Linked DNA regions of Mus musculus: regions 1, 2 and 4 are each linked to region 3. A link is a contact called in public Hi-C, HiChIP or PLAC-seq and promoter capture Hi-C data. All regions are on one chromosome and are shown on one strand. The core of a region is the stretch at or near the end of the contact, and the rest is flanking DNA. Distances in the headings are between cores, read along the strand shown.

Region 1 (2,739 bases), core at 217-2,716, 390 kb before region 3:
TTTCCTATTTTTGACTTTATTTCTTCCTGGCAAAAACACCCAAGAAATCAGCACTCTCTCCTCCCCTATGGGCAAGGCATAGGTTTGGTGACAGCAGTAAACTCAGGTTTCTGTAATAATTCTTCCATCCAGTGACTCATTATAGGGTTCTAGACCAGACTGTATGTGGATATTGGTGATATAATATACTCGGCTAATTGCATACCCTCTTCATCCGTTGGTACCTCATCTAAAAGGAGGGTAATAATAACTATTTACAGAGGTTAAAAAGTTTAATGCAAATAGTGTTTGGAACCAAACTCCAGAAATTGGTGACAGAATTTACCACATCTTGTAAATGTAGGCTTTTGTCTTCAGGCTTCAGAGTAGCATATCTAAATGTCTTAGTTTGTAGTATCTGATCTCTGGCACAAATGAAGTTTCTGAACAGTTTCTTGTAAGGATCTTGATTTATATGATAAGAGTGTTAAGATCTCATTTAATTCCAACTGCAAAAGGTTAAAAACTAACAGGATTTTCCTGTAACTATTAACCTTTTGATTCAATATCTGATATTAAGCCATTCATTTTTTATTAGGTCTTTGACCTTTATTATATAGAATTCATTTCTACAGAAAATTTTTATTTTATTTTTTAAGCCAATACTACAAAACAAGAGAGTTGAAAGAGTGCTGAGTTTGGGTATAGCTCAAAGTCATCTTCAGTAACCCTGAACCATGGCAAATTACTCGTGGTTACATGCATGATAGAAGTTTACAGGTGCAGTCTTAAACAAGTCCCCAGAGATAGCTGCCATGCTGTCATGAATTCAATGGCTGTCACATCCAAAACCCATTTTATAGCAGCTCTTTCCAACCAGTAGGCTCTTCACATTCTTTCCAGTCCTCGTCTGCAATGTCCCCTGAGTCTTGGAGGGGTCAGCACTCAACAGTCACTCGTTCTTGGCACTTTGACCAGTTACTCTTTCTTCAATAACTATGCTGTTCCCTGCCCCTCCCTAGAAAAAGAAGCTGTGGGCTATAGTACTTACCTTTCAGGCAAGATGTCCCCACTGATGCAACAGTAGCATGACTAGTGTATGTGTGTATTTTGGTGGGGGGCAGAGGGGGAGGTGCGTACCAACTATTTTTTTTTTTTTTTGAGGATTAAGGGCTGGCACTGCACACCTGGTCAGAAACCCATGGCTAGGACACCAGAGGCCTTAAGATGAAACCTACTACTGCTGTTCCATAAACAGCTGTGTTATCAAACTGTCCTTTAAATATTCATGTTTATACTCATAAGTTAGTGCTGCTCTTAGCTTTGTTCAGAGAAGCTTCTTTTTGCATTAAAGACTTATCTTTTCCAGCAGCCTTCATAGCACCTTTCTAAGCTTGATTTCTCTGTCTCCTGGAGCTGAAGGGTATGGTATCTTCAGCCATAGGCTCATACCATTCAGTTCTGGTTGGCAGTCAAGAGCAAGGTCATACAAAACAGTAGCTTGTATTGTTTTGAGAGTCTCTGGGTTCTTGGCCAACTGCTTATAGGGAGGTATTCCATACTTGGCACTGTAATTTTTGCTAAGTAATACATGGTTTCTGGTAGCAGTATTATCCTTCTGTGCAGGATACTTAACCCCAGAATCTTAATTTTTTTATACCAGTACATGAAAATATTAGGTTTTCTTGTGGCTTTTGAAAATATATTTTTAGTTAGGTTAACCACCCCTCCACACATGTACGTTTCACTCCCTTCTTTCCCCAAGCTCGTCCCGAATCAAACCTTTCTAACTTAGTATACCCCAGTTTGCTTTCATATTACTGTTCTACTATTTTACTGTTCAGTGCCACACATATACACAAGCCATATCCCCCTTTGGAACTTTCTTTTTTCTTTTATTAAGTATATGGTCTTTATGGAACCTCAGGCTGGCCTTGAATATATAGGAAGGAGGTTGCCTCAGCCTTTTGAGTGCTGGGTTTATAGGCCTGTGCTTCCATGCCTGCCTGAGAACTAAAAATCTTAATTTAGTAAATGCATCTTACCTATTTCTATTTTTTTTAATTTTTTTATTAGGTATTTTCCTCGTTTACATTTTCAATGCTATCCCAAAGGTCCCCCATACCCACCCCCCACTCCCCTACCCACCCACTCCCCCTTTTTGGCCCTGGCGTTCCCCTGTACTGGGGCATCTAAAGTTGGCAAGTCCAATGGGCCTCTCTTTGCAGTGATGGCCGACTAGGCCATCTTTTGATGCATATGCAGCTAGAGACAAGAGCTCCGGGGTACTGGTTAGTTCATATTGTTGTTCCACCTATAGGGTTGTAAAGAACTTAGGTTCTTGAAATTGCTGATAGCTTACATGCCATTAAATTAATACTTTTTTATAAATTTGCATCTGACAATCCAACTATGGATTAAAAACATTTGAAAAAAACGAGTCTATATTGAACATGTTTGGGCTTTCTTCTTGTCATTTCCTAAATAAATTAGAATGATAATTATATAACATTTCTATTATGCTGCATTTACATTTTGTATTATAAGCAACCTAGAGATAAAATGTGAGGGTTATGTTGGGGGTCAGGTGCAAATATTATACCACTATTATATACAGGACTTTGGAGTCTTCACCTATGAGGGTCCTGGTGTCAATCTCCAGTGGATACAGAGAGACAATTTTAATAGCAGAAAAGAGTGAATGCACTTAGGATACTAGAAAATGAATGGTGTTGTTTTAAAAGAAGTGTTCCAGTGTGA
Region 2 (2,892 bases), core at 119-2,618, 460 kb after region 3:
CTGGATGCAAAGAAGCTCTTCCTAGAGCTGTATAATACTAACACTGGGGTAAGTGTTAGTATTGCTTCTTGCTCCATGGAAAAATGACACTTTAAAAAGTGACAGGATGTAAAATTACGAGATGACATAAGCATATTCCTGAGGCATACCTAATTTAAAAAAAATAAATATTCCACAGGCTTATATAGAAATACAAACTGAACTGTATGTAACCTGAGCATTTGGGAGAGGGAGGCAGAAGGATCTTAAGTTCAAGTCCAGCCTGGGCTATGTATCAAGACCCTCGCTCAAAACAAAACATTTTAAATAGTGGTATTTTGGCGTTAGAGTTACGTGTGAAAGATACTATCGCCTCAGTAGAAATTTCTTACCTGTTAACTTTTAAAGCATCAAGTCCAGATAACTGAAATAGTAGGATTTGTTTCAAGGCCTGACCTATCGACAGCCAGGAAACTGGACATCTCTACCCTCACACAGAAGCCTTGGTGTTAAGCAGTCACCTCTGGCCATCACTGGAGTTAGGCCTTACCTCAGAAGGCCTGAGAAACATTGGTCAACTAAGCCCATTTCTCTAAGCTCCAAGTCTGCCCACTTGTAAACGAATCTAATCATGGTAAAGGCGTTTGAGGGTTATGTTAGTTTACTAGCATGACAAACATGGTGTTTGGCGTCTGGGAGATGGTGTTAGCTCTGTGGTGATCGTGAAAATGTTGCTGCTTTCTTGCCACCAAACTTTAGGATGCTTTTGCATTCTAAGGGGTTGGATACCTTTTATAAGCCATTGTAGTTGGCCATATTATCTTCAAGTCCTGTATTTTCTGCCTGGTACTGCTCTCTGGTTCCTTGACTGCCTGCCTGGGGTGAGGCTGTCCGGCACAGGTGCAGAGCCGTCCTGAGGCCTTGGACAGTTGGGTCTTCCATCACGGTTCCAAGAAGCACAAAAGAGCAGATACTCTTCCTCTTTCCCACACGTACACGTCCTTATACTTTTTCTTCCTGGAGGCAGCTTCCACACTTGAGTCTTGACTGCAGGTGGCTGCTCAGACTCCCCCGGCCGCAGAAACCTCAGACTGGTGTGCACTAGAGGAGAGCAAGTCTGGGACTTGGCAGAGCCAGCAGCACACATGGGTTCCAATCCCTCTGGGACTCGTTACAAAAGCTGGGTAGCTGGCCAGCAGGGCTGGCTTTTGCCAGCTGTCTTCCGTAGGTTGTGACCTGGATGTAATCCATACTGAAACTGTAGAATGCAAAGATCCAGGTTTTCCATGACAGCATCAAGCAGTTTGTTTTTTGAAATGCATACAGTGTGAACACAGACGTCCACCGAATCCCCAGTGACTCAGGTTTGGGACAGAAGCCATTCAAATGAGCTCAGGACTTGGCTCAGTGGTGTTGGCAGGGATGGGTTCTGCTAGGCTTTGCCATGCCGGTTGCTGAGCCTGGCTGCCTGCTGTCTTCCAGTCCTGCCTCACAAGCTTCTTTCTGTCTGTTGGATCTCATACTCTACTCCGGTCGGCCCTCTGTCTGTGTGATCAGCCTCACAGGGCCTTCTCAGCCAGCTGTCACTCTGGTCTGCAGGTCTGCTACAGTGGAGGGGGTCGCCATGGGAACCCCAGCCTTGGCCACGAAGGGCCTGGTGTGTATGATCCTGTTTCCTTAGAAGTGAGCAGAGTGGGAGAGAGTGGGAGAGACTGTGCAAAGGAAAAGTGGTAAGAGAATGTGAGAGGACGTTGGGGGGCTTTGATGACCGTGACACCGCATCTAAGTGTGAGCGGCTGTGTGTGGCACCAGCTGCCATTGTGTTCATGAAGGTGAGTGTGCGGAGGGGTGAGTGGGCACGTAAACACCACAATTGCCAGCCAGGCTTGGTCTTCCCTCGTGAACCAGAGTGTGAGTGGAGGTATAGAGGGCACGTCGGACACCACTCGTTCCATCTAGAACTGACCTTCCTGAGCCAGTGTCTGAGAGGCGAGTGGGCAGGCACACCATGACTGACATCTGGAACTGGGTTCATTGCTCTTCTCCCATCGTGTGAAAACCAGCAGCAGGAGCCGCCGCCAGTGGCATGCATAGCCCAGCTGGGTCTCAGCCTACCCGTACGCTTTTCCTCTCCCTGTTCGTTCATTCAAGACCAGAAGGATGAAATCACTAAGAAAGGGGAGAGGAACGAAACCAGGGTCTCAGGATGAAGACGAGCCTAGGCATAATTTTACCTCTGAGAAAGTCACCTACCTTATCCTGAGAAGGCAGAGTGACCTTGGTGAGCAACTTTGGATCTCCCCAGGGAAAGGGGACTTAAGGAGAATTGTGAGGACAAGCCAGCTCTCCCTTTTGGTGAAAGCCAGGCACAGGAGACTTCTGGCTTCCCGGATGGGGGCTCTTGGTTTCTCTACACAGACAATGCCTCTGTTAACAGTTTCCTGTTTGAATCAGTTTTACAGTATCACAGGTTGGGCCTACAGAGATGGTAAAGAAGCAAGTGCCACTCTCTTAGAAAATGCAGATTCCATATTAGGTGGTTCATGACCACCTGTGACTCCAGCTACAAGGGGAATACAATACCTCCGGCCTCTCCAACGGGAACTGTGTATATATATACACACACGTATGTGTAAAGGGAACCAAATATATATATATATATATAAAGAGCCCAGTCATACCATGAAATAAAGACTAGTGTTTAACCACAGATAGACCAGGCAGCCATTAATGTGAAGAATCCAGAGGCTGGGATGCATTTTTTAAGAAGAATCTGTTGTATGGGCCTGAAGAAAATTGCAAACGCTCTTAAAATTCAGATACAGTGTCTGATTTGCAAATAGAATATGAAAACAGTCTGCCGCGGCACCTACTTGATTGCAGGCATAAACCACCGTGAAGCGGCTGATGCTC
Region 3 (2,856 bases), core at 291-2,790:
GAGGGCATCGGCGACTTTGGAACTTACGCCCTGAACGCTTTGAGACTGGAGAAGGCTTTCCGAGCCTGGGGCTCCGAGGTTTGCATGCTAGCATCCTCACTAACGGATGCTTACCTTACTGTATCTAATGTTGGGAGACTAGTTTTCATAGCATTACTACTATCAGTTCCAGCTAGAAGAGAAATCAAATGCCATTAAATGACTTTGAGTAGGGAAAGAACTCCCCTGCCTCTCTGCTTTCCAGATGAGCACTGACTGGGTTTGGGGGTAACGTTTATTCTGCCTTAATTCCCCCTGCTTAGTGGTGAACCCCAGACATTTTCTGGCAGGCACACGCCAGAGGATCTGAGTATCACCTCTCACATCCTTGCTTTCCCTCTGTTACGTTTCATTTCCCTCTCACAATCATCCTTAGGCGAACTAATGTCCTTTTCTTTTGAGGGACAGGGACAGTGGTCCCGTGTGTGTGGGTCTAGTCTTCCCCACCAGTGGGAATCAAGAGCTTCTCTGTGTACAATTGTTAACCACTTACACAACATTTTTATATGCATTGATTCTGCTTTGCTTCTGTCTTAGTTTCCTTCCTGTTTCTGTGGGGGAAAAAAATACCCTGACAGAAGCGAATTCAGGGAGAAAGGGTTTCTTTCAGTTCACAGGTCCAGGTTACAGTCCTTCAGAGTGGGGAAGTCACAGTGACAGTGGCTTGAGAGAACTGGTCATGTCACATCCATAGTCTAAAATGATTGCAAGCCCCTGGACAGCTGCTAACTGGCTTCCTGCACTTTACCCAGGATCCCCTGCCCAGGGAATGTGGTGTCCACAATTATGAAGGGTCTTCCCACATTGACTGTTGTCATCAAGATAAAGCCCCTATGCGCGTTCCCAGAAGCCCTTGTTCTATGACTTAGCTTTACCACGACTCTTATTTTGCATACATTCACTGGGTTCATTGAGCCCCCAACATCCAGATTCCTGTGACCAGGGTCCTATTTACCTTGTGGGAGAAACAAAACCCTAACTTTTACAGAGAACTGACGTTTTAGGGGCCATTGTAAACATGAGCTTCCGAGTGGGGACTCTGGGGTTTAAATCTATCCTTTACTTAACTCTTGGCTGGCTGGCCTGCTCTCTTATAAAATGGAGTATTTATCCTAAAGAATCAGCGCAGACGTAGAGATGGTTAGTAATGAGCCGAACAAACACACTATACAGTTAATTTCTAGGTTAACCTGAGAGCTCAGGTACTTACCCTTGGGCCTTCTCATTGATGCAAGCTTGCAGGAAGCCGGTCCTGCCTGCTGCAGCGAACTCAAGTTTACAGCCAGGACTCAGGCAAGGCCAGCTGCCCTCAGAAAACAAAACAAATTTGTCCCCATGCTCAGGAAAAAGGACAGAGAAGCCACCCCTTGAGAGTTAAACATCGCTGTATTCTAGCCTCAATTTTTCTGATGTTTTTGGTTTTTTTGTTTTTCCTTCTGCTTCCTCTCCCTGGGCTCCATTTTAGGGTCCTCTTTCCCAACAGTGCCAGAGCGCCCTCTAGTGCAGAAACATCGGCGAAGTCGCTCTGTTTCCCTGAAAAAAAAAATCTCTAATTTTGGCAGACTGAAAAATAATTTCAGAGTAACTCAAACTAATTTAGGAAATATGAGAACACTTTTATGTGGTGTAAAGTAGTCTTACGTTTATCTAGTTTATGTCGACTCTTTGGGAGGTTAGAGCAGGCAGTTCTCATTCCCATAAAGAAATGAACAACAAAAAACCCGACTTCCAGAAAGGTCCTCTGCTCATTAACACTTAACTGAGTACATCGAGGTATTCTGTTCCCATTTCTATACATTTAGCAGTTCCTCCTGAGTTCATCTCTTTCATTTCCCCTCAGTTCTCATCGTATAAATTAGAATCTTCAAAAACCCCTTAAAAACAAAACAGTGATAAAAACCCCCTAACTTCATTCAGGTTTAGAACTAAATATTGGATTTCCCCTGAATTGATGCATCCTATCTCGAGTCAGCTAGTTCTGAGCTTTAATCCTCCCTTCCCGTTTTCTTTCTAGAACTCTGCAAAAGCCAGTGTTCTGTCACCTGCTTTCCCCTCTTTACCCCCATTCATGGCTAAATGCAAGCTAAGCAAAGTTACTTGTTACTTTTTTAAAAACACAATTATGTAATTAAAATTATTACATAACATACATGAGATTCTTGTTTGTGAAACACCATGTACTAGCCTTCAAATATTTATTAAGGTAAAAGATCGGAGGCCAGAGAGATGGCTCAGTGGTTAAGAGCACTGTGTGTGCTTCTCCTGCAGAGAAGCAGAGGTCAGTTCCCAGCATCCTCGATGGGCAGCCCCGTTACTTCAGTTCTGGGAGAGCACACCTGCACACACCCACACGCAGACATGAACACATACATGTACACGCAATGAAAACAGATAAATTCATTAACACCTTTAAAATAAAAGAGCAGTGGAAACCAACCCAATGTTCAGTCTCTGTGTTTGCCATATTTAAAAATAACAGCATTTGCCAAAGGCTTCATTTGAATGGAAAATACTGCTTCAGAGACTAGTCCATAATTGGTCTTTTAAAGAATCTTTACTCAAAAACCATCCAGTGTCCTTAATTCTGGGGAGACTAATATAAGAAAGTGATGTCTCTGTTTCTATCATTGTTATGCATCAGCTCAAGGTGGGAGCCAGTGTTTGCCAGTATTTGCTGAGTGAAGGTAATGGGTTTGTTTCTGTTTTAGTAATCTCTTCATCTCCCCTCGCCCTGTACTTGCTGGGAGTGGTGGTGAACTCCTTTAATCCCCTACCTGGAGGAAGAGGCAGGCAGATCTCTCTGAAGTCCTTTTAAGG
Region 4 (2,700 bases), core at 2-2,501, 340 kb after region 3:
AGCGTGGATACAGGCATGGGTCCTTCTAGGACCCCATCTGGATGAGGACCAGCATGGTGATGCATTTGTGTTTGCAGCTATTGTTAATTGGTGATAGGTACCCTTTGCATGTGAAGAATCCCAACCGATTTAATTTGTATGTTTTCTCCACAGACCAGCAGTTGCGGATGACTTATGCTATCTACAATCCTGCTGTGGGATATGGTTTTCAATAGTGGAGTTGCAAAGAAATCAAGAATTTGTTTTGTTTTTTTAATTTTCCTGGCAAAATGCCTCAGATACCCTCTCACCCAGGAAGTGGTGTTCTAGAGCCATTAAGCTTGTAAGGCCGTGCAGATAGGTGCCGTGCCCACGGGTTTCAAAAGCAGGAGGGGGCCATTGAAACTGACAAACCCAAATGGATTTGGAAATAGTGGGTCAAGTGCAAAGACTTCAAGAGCAAAGAGCACATGCAAGCTGCTAGGGAAGGCCGGGAGGGAGGGGTGGGGGGGGTGGGTGTGCTTCGGTGGATAGACAAGTGTCTGAGAGTTTGGAGGCTGAAGCAAATTTGACAGGGGGTGGGGGTTGGAGACAAAGGAAGGTGATCTTAGCTGGGTTCTGTCCTAACACAATGAATTCAGACAATTCAGCCCCTGGCTATTTGACTCTGTCCTTTGCTCTGGCCCTGGGGGCGGTGGTGAGAGGAGTTGGTGGGTCTCCTCTCTGGATCCCTTTCCCGCTGGCTAAACCGCCTTTGATATCTGTGGTATCTATTGGAAAGTGTATCTTCAGTGCCTGGGGGATGTGTCTGGACCCAAGCATCCAAGCTCTGTGAAAGTTTGCAGTTTCCCGAAGTAGAAATCAGGACCTGTAAACTTGTGCCTCCAGCCTCTGCTTTAAAAGCACCGCAGACCACTCTCCACCCTGCGGTTTTCCTGGGCCACGGACCGACTTTCTTCCCGCCCGCCCCGCCGGCTCTGGTCCACGATAGGCACTGGGACAGCGTGAGGAGAGAACCCCGCAGGGCTCCGGGACCCCTTCTCAGGGATCGCGCGCGTCGCCCACACTCTCCCGGGCCCTGTAGGACCCTCCCCCCCGGAGGCCGGGCTTCGCCGACCCCTCCCCGAGCGGCGGCCGGAGGCGGGGATGCTGAGTGGCAGCGGCCGGCCTGGGCTGCGAGGTTCGGCCGCCTCCTCCCGCTGCGCCCGCCCCTCGGCCTCCGCCCCGGCGCCGCCGACCCTCGTCTGCTCCCGCCCTCGCCCCTGCGGGTCCGCCGGGGCCAGATCGAGGCTGCAGCGAGGAGGCGGCACAGAGAGCCCGGCTGGGGAAGGCTGCACGCGCCCGGGCCAGAGCGGGGCGTTAGGAGCCGGCTGCCCCGGCCAGGTAGGTGCTGCGCGGGGAGCCCGGGAGGGGGCCGGTCCCCGACAGTGCACGGGGGCGCGGAGGGACGGGCGGCGGGTGCCGGGGCAGGAAGGATCCGCTGCAGCGCCGGCCCGCCGCAGACGTGGAAGAAGTTGAGCCTGGAAGCGCTTTTTCCCGGGGAGCTGTAGTGGTCCCCTCCAGCCCCGGTCCGTACCGCGTGGGTCTCACCGGCCACAGACCTCAGCTGCATCTCAGACCTGGGCTGCATTTTTTGTGGCCAGTGCAGAGGGGTGAGGGCTGGCGAGGAGGTGGGCGGGGAGTTGGGGAACACCACATCTGGGGTGGATGAAGGACTCAGAGAGATGGGTTTGAATGCAGTCCCTACCCCCACCCGGCCGCACTTCTCTCTCAGTCTATTCGCGGTCGCGTGCTCTCTGAACTGAGAAAAGCAAAAAGAGTTTCTTCAAGTCGGCTCAACTTTTCTGTTAATTCAGGAGGTTCGGGAGTTTGTATGGAAGTAAGGGCAAAAGACTCTCATCCTCGCACCCTACCTCACTCCTGCCCGGGCAGTTTCCTGTACTCTGTGCCATGATTGTTTTTGTGCTTGTAGATTACAGCTGGTGACCTATATGGAAAAGTGGAACCACTGCCGGCGAGTGTGTGTTGGAGCCACAGGGCGGCAAGGTGTGGGGGGCTAAGTCAGAGTTCCTTCGAAGGGACTTTAATTCTCTGAACACTCTTCCTGTCCAGCTCAAAGAGAGGATGGGATAAGGAATAATTTATCTTGCTCTTTCTGATGCTCTTCTAATCATTTTTTTTAAAAACTCCCTTTCAAATTAAGAGATAGAGAACACGCATGCGATGGTTAAATATTTTAAAGACAGGGAAGATGAACATCTCTCTCTGCAATCAGGCTAATAGGGCTAGCCTGTGTTGGAACATCTGATTCTGATGAAATATTTGAAAGGTTTAAAGCAATACCAGACGATGTCATTAAAAAAAAATAGAGTGACCTGCAGTAGGTCATACAGAGCAGTGTGGCCTGTGGTCTGTGACAGCATTTTATAGCGGGAGGTGGAGCACTGTAAGCTTAAAGAGAAGAGGGTGGGAAAGGGGGCTGCTCATTTGTCTTGAACCAGTCTAGTTAGGAAGAGTGATTACACTGCAAATGAACATTTGTGAATATAATTTGAGTCATGATACATGAACCAGCCATTTGTCTGAAGGAAAAAAAGGATCTTTGTAGATGAGAGCAAAGCAGTGCCTTATGGGGGAAAAATAAGCATACCGTTTATCCATGTGCGCAACTCAGAATTGACAGCACCTGCTAACAACAGAGGCATGGGCTTAGAGATTTGG

What was found. Promoter capture Hi-C pulls out the DNA fragments that hold promoters and counts their contacts. A called contact is a pair of places that touch in the nucleus more often than the background predicts. HiChIP or PLAC-seq counts read pairs in DNA pulled down with a chosen protein or histone mark.
Region 1: a contact with region 3 is called in a Hi-C map of Sertoli cells, with 2.4 times the contacts expected there. The contact joins the enhancer-like site here to the promoter of AW495222 in region 3. A contact is called at or near these places in 7 of 39 promoter capture datasets (the 3T3-L1 cell line, cranial neural crest, frontonasal cranial neural crest and 3 more), 21 of 484 Hi-C or Micro-C datasets (the G1E-ER4 cell line, LSK cells, Sertoli cells and 13 more) and 3 of 9 other capture datasets (adipose tissue, liver and pancreatic islet).
Region 2: a contact with region 3 is called in an H3K4me3 HiChIP or PLAC-seq map of stem cell-derived neural progenitor cells, with 2.9 times the contacts expected there. The contact joins the enhancer-like site here to the promoter of AW495222 in region 3. A contact is called at or near these places in 2 of 39 promoter capture datasets (embryonic stem cells and hippocampal neurons), 2 of 115 datasets of contacts at active chromatin or transcription factors (embryonic stem cells and stem cell-derived neural progenitor cells) and 2 of 9 other capture datasets (embryonic stem cells and pancreatic islet).
Region 4: a contact with region 3 is called in a promoter capture Hi-C map of hematopoietic stem and progenitor cells, with 2.7 times the contacts expected there. The contact joins the promoter of Lhfpl2 here to the promoter of AW495222 in region 3. A contact is called at or near these places in 1 of 39 promoter capture datasets (hematopoietic stem and progenitor cells) and 1 of 115 datasets of contacts at active chromatin or transcription factors (microglia).

What each region holds. Positions count from the first base shown.
Region 1 is chr13:93,325,770-93,328,508 of GRCm38.p6, forward strand. All of the region lies in intron 1 of Homer1 (homer scaffolding protein 1), which reads left to right. Among named protein-coding and RNA genes, the nearest start is that of Homer1, 23 kb to the left of the region's middle. Within about 2 kb of position 1,467, at least 13 of the 459 cell types and tissues checked have an H3K27ac peak or open chromatin away from gene starts, as enhancers often do. A contact at or near this core is called in Sertoli cells, where this site is marked.
Region 2 is chr13:94,177,398-94,180,289 of GRCm38.p6, forward strand. All of the region lies in intron 3 of Lhfpl2 (lipoma HMGIC fusion partner-like 2), which reads left to right. LOC115488151 (a long non-coding RNA gene) reads left to right here. Exons shown (of 2, transcript XR_003950582.1): 2 at 1-2,892. Among named protein-coding and RNA genes, the nearest start is that of Scamp1, 110 kb to the right of the region's middle. Within about 2 kb of position 1,369, at least 98 of the 459 cell types and tissues checked have an H3K27ac peak or open chromatin away from gene starts, as enhancers often do. A contact at or near this core is called in hippocampal neurons and stem cell-derived neural progenitor cells, where this site is marked.
Region 3 is chr13:93,717,635-93,720,490 of GRCm38.p6, forward strand. It overlaps AW495222 (expressed sequence AW495222), which reads right to left and starts at 1,541. Exons shown (of 3, transcript NR_045086.2): 1 at 1,250-1,541. Dmgdh (dimethylglycine dehydrogenase precursor) reads left to right here. Exons shown (of 16, transcript NM_028772.3): 13 at 1-78.
Region 4 is chr13:94,056,545-94,059,244 of GRCm38.p6, forward strand. It overlaps Lhfpl2 (lipoma HMGIC fusion partner-like 2), which reads left to right and starts at 1,252. Exons shown (of 4, transcript NM_172589.2): 1 at 1,252-1,362.